Regions from separate parts of the Rattus norvegicus genome. Here region 1 is linked to region 2. Evidence: chromatin contacts called from public Hi-C data. All regions are on one chromosome and are shown on one strand. Each heading gives the region's core, a stretch centred on a gene start, on an enhancer-like site or on the middle of the called end of the contact. The rest is flanking DNA. Distances are from core to core; before and after follow the strand shown.

Region 1 (3,182 bases), core at 285-2,784, 220 kb after region 2:
TTCTGGTGTGTCTGAAAACAGCCACAATGTACTCATATAAATAAAATAAATAATTTTTTTTAAAAATTAAATTTTTCTTGTGACTATTTATCATGTATGGTACTATTATATAAGGATTTCTTTCTTTCACTTTTCCCATTTTATTTAGTAAATACCAGGTGCCTACCAAGTGCAAAATACCAGTGAAGGGGGCCGACACTGCTGGACCATAAAAACTGATCTCAAGAAATTATATTCAGGGAGGGAGATAGCTATTAATGAAAGTAACAGATAAGAATACTCAGGAAAAGTACAAGGGAATTCCAGTCAGGCCGAGTAGAGAACATAGTATTCAGGGATAGAGTCATTTAAATGAGTTTACCTGTACGCATGTGTGAGACCAGAGGACAATACTAGGAAACAACTGAATAAACTATTATACCTCTCTAACTGAGCTACCTTGCAAGACCCCTTTTCTGTAAGCACCATTCGTTGTTTTGTTTTGTTTTGAGACAGGGTCGCTCATTTACCTGGGACTTGCCAAGGAAGTTAAGACAGCTGGCCAGTGAGTCCTAGGGATCTGCCTGTCCCATAAGCCTGCGACACCACAGCTGGTTCCTCCGATGCCCCCCATCCCTACACAGCTCTTCTCCAGTGCTTAGTGCATCCTGGCAGTGCACCTTTTTTTTTTTTTTTTTTTAAATCCATCCGGGTATCTTTTGGTTTAAGAGAGACATAAGAAATGGTAGGATCTGAGATGTGTGCGTGGCCACCAAATGGTCACTTTACTTTCCACTATTTTCTTCTAATTTACTGTCGTGCATATGCAATATCTTTTAACAACCACGATCAAAAGACAAAACGTCTTGGGAGGCAGGCAGGCGGATCTCTCTGTGTTCGAGGCCAGCCTAGTCTTCAGAGTGAGTTCCAGGACAGTTAGGGATACACCGAGAGACTCTGTCTCGAAAAACCAAAATCCAAGAAAAACTAACCAAACAAGGAGCAATCGGATGGTGGTGGTCCTGGACAGACAGGACTACACAGAGTAACCGTGTCTTCAAAAACAAAAACAAAAACAAAAAACAAAAAACAAAACCCCCAAACAAACCAAATTTCAAATCAACCAACTTTTCCCAACTCCAACCGACAAACCCACACTTATCAATTCCTTCATTCCACAAACATCTAACCTTTCTCCTGGAGCGAGAATTTTGCTATGGCCTTTTGCTTTAAGGGCAGGATGAGGACCTTGCAGTGAAAAGCAACTCTAGAACAAAAAGATATTTTTACTTGTAGGTAAATTGGAGGCTTTAACCTTGGTCCTCTTTTTCGAATAAACCAGACTACCAAGAAACAGGTGAGAAGACCATTAAAAAAATTGAAGTCTTCGAAAAAGACGCGAATTTAAGGAGAAATCATCCCTATTCCAAAAGGTAAATGTGGACGCGCCCTGCATGCCGGGATTTGTAGTCCGGGGCGGGCGAGAGGCGCCTGCGCGGAGCGACAAGGCGCTTTTATCGGCGCATGCGCGCGGCGACGGCGCCAGGCTCAGAGTCTCCAGCTTCCGGCGCGCGATCCTTGCGGAGAGGGCCATGGCGGTTCCCGCCGCTGTCCTGGGGCCCTCTGCCCTCAGCCAGAGCGGCCCCGGGTCGATGGCGCCCTGGTGCTCGGTGAGCAGTGGCCCGTCTCGTTATGTGCTCGGGATGCAGGAGTTGTTCCGAGGCCACAGCAAGACTCGTGAGTTCCCGGCGCACAGTGCCAAGGTGCACTCGGTGGCCTGGAGCTGCGACGGTCGTCGCTTGGCCTCGGGATCTTTCGACAAGACTGCCAGCGTGTTCTTGCTGGAGAAGGACCGGCTGGTGAGTTTGTAGGGCACGGGCATGGCCGGGAAGGGGGCTGTGTGTGGAGGGAGAGGGCCTGTCGTTGGCGGTAAGGAGGAAAGGTTTGAGGGGCTGGAAGAGTTGGAGTGACGAATGGGCTGAGGCTGCCTGGCGGAGAGCAGAGAACGAACTTAGTGGCAAGTAAAGAGGTGTGGCGACGTGGCTGCAGGCCAGGGAACGTTGAAATTTTGTGGCCGAGAGTGATGAGGGTCTACAAGAGCCCAGGGTAGGAATACTCGGTGAGGAATGGCTAGGGACTGATGAGGTGGTAGAGTCCCTAGGGTGGAGACGAGGGTTTTATTTGAAAATGATAGTGCATCTTTTTGGAGTGGACAGATGGGTTGGGGTGGTTATGTGGTAAAAGAAGAAAGAAAGGAGCCCAGGAAGGGCAGATGTCGAAGCTCAGAGAGGTTCGTGTGAGTTGAAGTTTTGGGAAAAGAGCTGGATTTCTTTTTTGCATATCCAGATCTTTGCTGGTTTCAATGTACCACTGCTCGGATAAAAGTGGCATCTGAATTCTGTTCTTTTAAGGTCAAGGAAAACAACTACCGTGGACATGGGGATAGCGTGGACCAGCTCTGCTGGCATCCAAGCAACCCTGACCTTTTTGTCACCGCATCTGGAGATAAAACCATTCGCATCTGGGATGTGAGGACTACAAAATGCATCGCCACTGTGAACACGAAAGGTAACTTCAGAGAGAGGGTCTTCAGCAGCCATGTACTGTGTTCTTTGTAGCTAGTGCAGTTTATCAGGATGTATATGTCTGCCTGGAGAAGACCAGAATAGAATGTGAGCGCTTTCCTGACAGGCCATAGATACATAGATGAGCAGTGGAAGCCATCCCAGGAGTAGTGTGTGCAGAGGCATGGAGAATTGGGAGATCCTGGCAGGTTACAATGGCTGAGAAATGGCAGGGTACAATGGGTGATCTGGAAAATTGTGCATTATATTTAAAGGCAGTGTTCAAAGTGGTGTAGTAATTTAAGTATGCTTGGCCCAGGGAGTGGCATCATTAGAAAATGTGGCCTTGTTAGAGGAAGTGTGTCACTGTGAAGGGGGCTTTGAGACCCTCATCCTAGCTGCCTGGAAGCCAGTATTCTCCTGTTCGCCTTTGGATTAAGATATAGAACTCTCAACTTGTCCAGCCCCACATCTGCCTGGATGCTCCTGCCTTGATGTTAATGGACTGAACCTCTGAACCTGTAAGCCAGCCCCAGTTAAATGCTGTCCTTTATAAGAGTTGCCTTGGTTGTGGTGTCTGCTCACAGCAGTAAAACCTACTAAGACAGGCAGTTTTGTTGATTTTTAGATTTTTTTTTT
Region 2 (3,212 bases), core at 102-2,601:
TTATAGGTTTTGGGCAGTTTTTTTCAGTGGGTTGTACGGTCTAAAGTTTGTATTTTGAGACAAGATTCCTGTGTAGCTCTAGCTGTCCTGGAACTCAGTGTGTAGATCAGGATGGCCTCTAACTTAGAGGCTATCTGCCTCCGACTCTCAGTTTCTGGGAATAAAGGCATGGGCCATTACACCCAGCTCTGTCTAGAATTTTTTTTTATAGAATTCATTTTTAAATGTACTGGTGTTTTGCCTGCGTGTATGTCTGTGTGAGGGTGTCAGATCCCCTGGATTTACAGACAGTTGTGAACTGCCATGTGGGTGCTGGGAACTGAACCCTGGTCCTCTGGAGAGTAACTAGTGCTCTTAATTACTGAACCATCTCTCCAGCCCTCTGTCTAGAATTTTTAAAAGCAAATGCACAGTTACCAAATTTAAAAATCTAAACCAGGAGTGGTGGTATATGCCTGTAATTTCAGCTCTTGGGGAAGATCAAGAGTTTGAAGCTGCCTGAGATACAGGAGACTATGTTTATAAACAAACAAAAACAACAGTAAACAAAGAAAATAGAAAATGCCCTCCCGAACAGGTGCACCCTAATGACAATTCCTGTATCATTTCAGGATACTGTATGTAGATACAATATCCAGTTGAAATTAATAATACTGTTACATCCTATTAGCAAATTAGTTTGATTTTTTTAGTATTTGAGATTATGGGATACATCTACAAAATACAGAGTGTCACCAGTCTGTAGCCACAGAGGTTTAACAAATGTTGCCATTTTCTACTGACACCTTGTTCTAGGTTGGTGGGCGCTGGAAGAATCCAGTTACTACAGACCATCCTAGTAGACATGAGTGCTTTAGGTAATGCAGATAGATGCAGAAGCTTATATAATCGGTGCAGACACCATACCCCACTTTGTACGTTTGCCTGGAGGACAGTCTAAGGGGAGACCGATGTCTGCTCCATCTCTTCTCTCAGCTGTGTTTCCTGGTGTGTGATACTTTGTTGTTTGTCTTTTGAAGACAAGGTCTCTGTAGCTATGTAGACCAGTCTGTTCTCGAACTCACATTGATCCACCGGTCCTGGTGGAGTGACTCTCCTCTAGGGTATAGTGGACTCCTTGTCATAATCCCTAGGCTCACACGTGTTGGGAGGCATAGAGAACTAAAGTGCAGAAACTTCCCTGGGTTTGGTACAAGGGATTCCAGCTCTTCCTACTACTGCTGAACTAGAGTCTCTCCACCCCTTTTCCCGGGCCGCGCTGGAGGCGGGGTGGCGAAATGTTTCTGTGACGTCATCATACGCAGGACCAATCCCCCTGCCCGGGAGACGTTAAATCATTTGCATGGGACCTCAGCCATTGGTCTCTTCAGCCATCTGGGTTGTCCCAGCTTTTTAAAGGCGCCGCGAAACGGAACAGAAAACGAGAGTCGAGAGGCGAGGTGAGCTATGAGGTCATCGCAGGCCTGCAGGGCTCGGGAGTGACGTCATCTCCGGGAAGTGTGCTTGCTGGGCTGAGAGCGGTCTTCTCACCTCGGCTGCCTGAGAGGCTGCGTGCCCCACAAAGGCCGCGGCCCTAAGAAGGTAACCATGACATGTTAGTGCGCGCCGCCGCCCGGGCACCTGAGGTCGTGCCCCTTTTCACCTGCAACCTGGCCTTGGGGGTTTTGAAGTATGAGGTGGGGGCGAAGAGGCTTTTTTAGCCAGCCTTTCAAGATGGCGACCCGCTAGTCACGTGCCGTCCGCAGGACCCGATTGGCCGACGCGCGGGGTGGGGCGGGGCCTGCGGGGCGGGGCGGGTGCCGGCTCCAGCCGCTACTGTTTGCTTGAGCGTCCTGGCGCGCCCCCGCGAGCCGCCTCCCGCGCTGCGCGCCTCCGCCGCTCCGAATGTTGTGAATCAAAACGTGGGGCTGGTTCCATCCGGCCGCCGCGGACAGTTCTTAAAGGGCCAGCCCTCGGAGAGCACAGCTGCGTCCTGCGCCGCCCTTCTCTCGGGCCCGGGCTGGGGAGGCGGAAGACAGAGCAGGCTCGCGAAGGAGCGGGCGCTTCACCGTCCGCACCCCGCATCGCGAACAAAGGAGCCCGCGTGTGGTCGGACGGCTGCCGGTGAGTCGGGCCAGGCCTCTAACTTCTGTCCCGCACCCCGGAACTACGGCTCCCTCGGGGACGCGTTGTTGTTTGCCGGCCTCGTAGGCGTCGATTCTGAGCTGCGGGAGTGGTGGGGCACAGTGGCCGGGCCCCTGGGGCAGGTGCTGCCTGCGGCTACCTAGTTCGGGCCCGGCCGCTTCTCTGCCTTGCGGAGCGCTGCGGTGGAGGGGAAGGAGCTACCCCCCTCCCCCTGCAGCCGCCACTTCCTTTGTTGTTGCTTTTGTCTCACGCCGAGCACATGGTCCGGGATCCGCGGCTCTTAAAGTCACAGCGCTCTAGCCCCAGCGCTGCTGCCTGGCCTCTTCCCTCAGTGTTCCTCCGAGTGCGGCATTACGGAGTAAGAGGAGAACAACGGAGGCCCCTCCTGGGACGTGTGCGAGCTTCGGCCCCATCCTCAGGGAGGGGGTAGCTTTGAAAGACTGCTGGAGCCCCACTGCCTGTGTCTGGCCTGCTTTTGGGAGGCACCTTATCCTCTAGGACTTTGTTTTCTTCCCCTATAATGTGAACACCTGGTTTCTTGTCTCTGCCTTTTTAGGGGCGCCCTGGGGAGATCTCAGTCCTTGCTTAAACTTATTGTAAATAAGGCTTAGCAGAAACTAAAGGAGTTCTTTAACCAAGGTCACCCAGGGAGTTTAAACTGGCCAAGGTGTGGTGGTTCCACCCTAAATCGGCCTCCTCGGCCTTTGTAGGAGTTAGGAAGCTACTGTTTAGTGGGAGGTACAGCTAAGCAAGCAAGTAGGGAAGGGGAGCTTGATTCCCGCCATAGCCTGATTTTGCTGACCGAGGGAGCATATCTTTCTGCAAGCAGACCTTACTCGGGAGTCAGAATACGTACTTGACCAGCAGGGGTGTGGACCCATGAGGGCAAGATCAGACTTAAGGAGTTTACACAAACTTCATAGAGAATACAGTGAAAGAGAGGTGAGGAAAAGCAGTGTTGCTGGTTGACCTTGAGTGTTGATTGGTCTAGCTCAGTTACTCTTGCCTCGCCAGGACGGCTACTCACACTCCCATCTCCCACGTGGTCTTGAGGTGTTCTGTGGTTTTTCCTCCGACCACTGTCATTG

The links. A called contact is a pair of places that touch in the nucleus more often than the background predicts.
Region 1: a Hi-C map of kidney shows a contact between it and region 2, with 4 times the contacts expected there. The contact joins the promoter of Thoc3 here to the promoter of Rnf44 in region 2. A contact is called at or near these places in 3 of 12 Hi-C or Micro-C datasets (kidney and mammary epithelial cells).

What each region holds. Positions count from the first base shown.
Region 1 is chr17:10,146,747-10,149,928 of GRCr8, forward strand. Thoc3 (THO complex subunit 3) reads left to right here and starts at 1,535. Exons shown (of 6, transcript NM_001106059.1): 1 at 1,535-1,838; 2 at 2,391-2,547. The coding sequence starts at 1,572.
Region 2 is chr17:9,929,024-9,932,235 of GRCr8, forward strand. It overlaps Rnf44 (ring finger protein 44), which reads left to right and starts at 1,352. Exons shown (of 11, transcript NM_001024795.1): 1 at 1,352-1,581.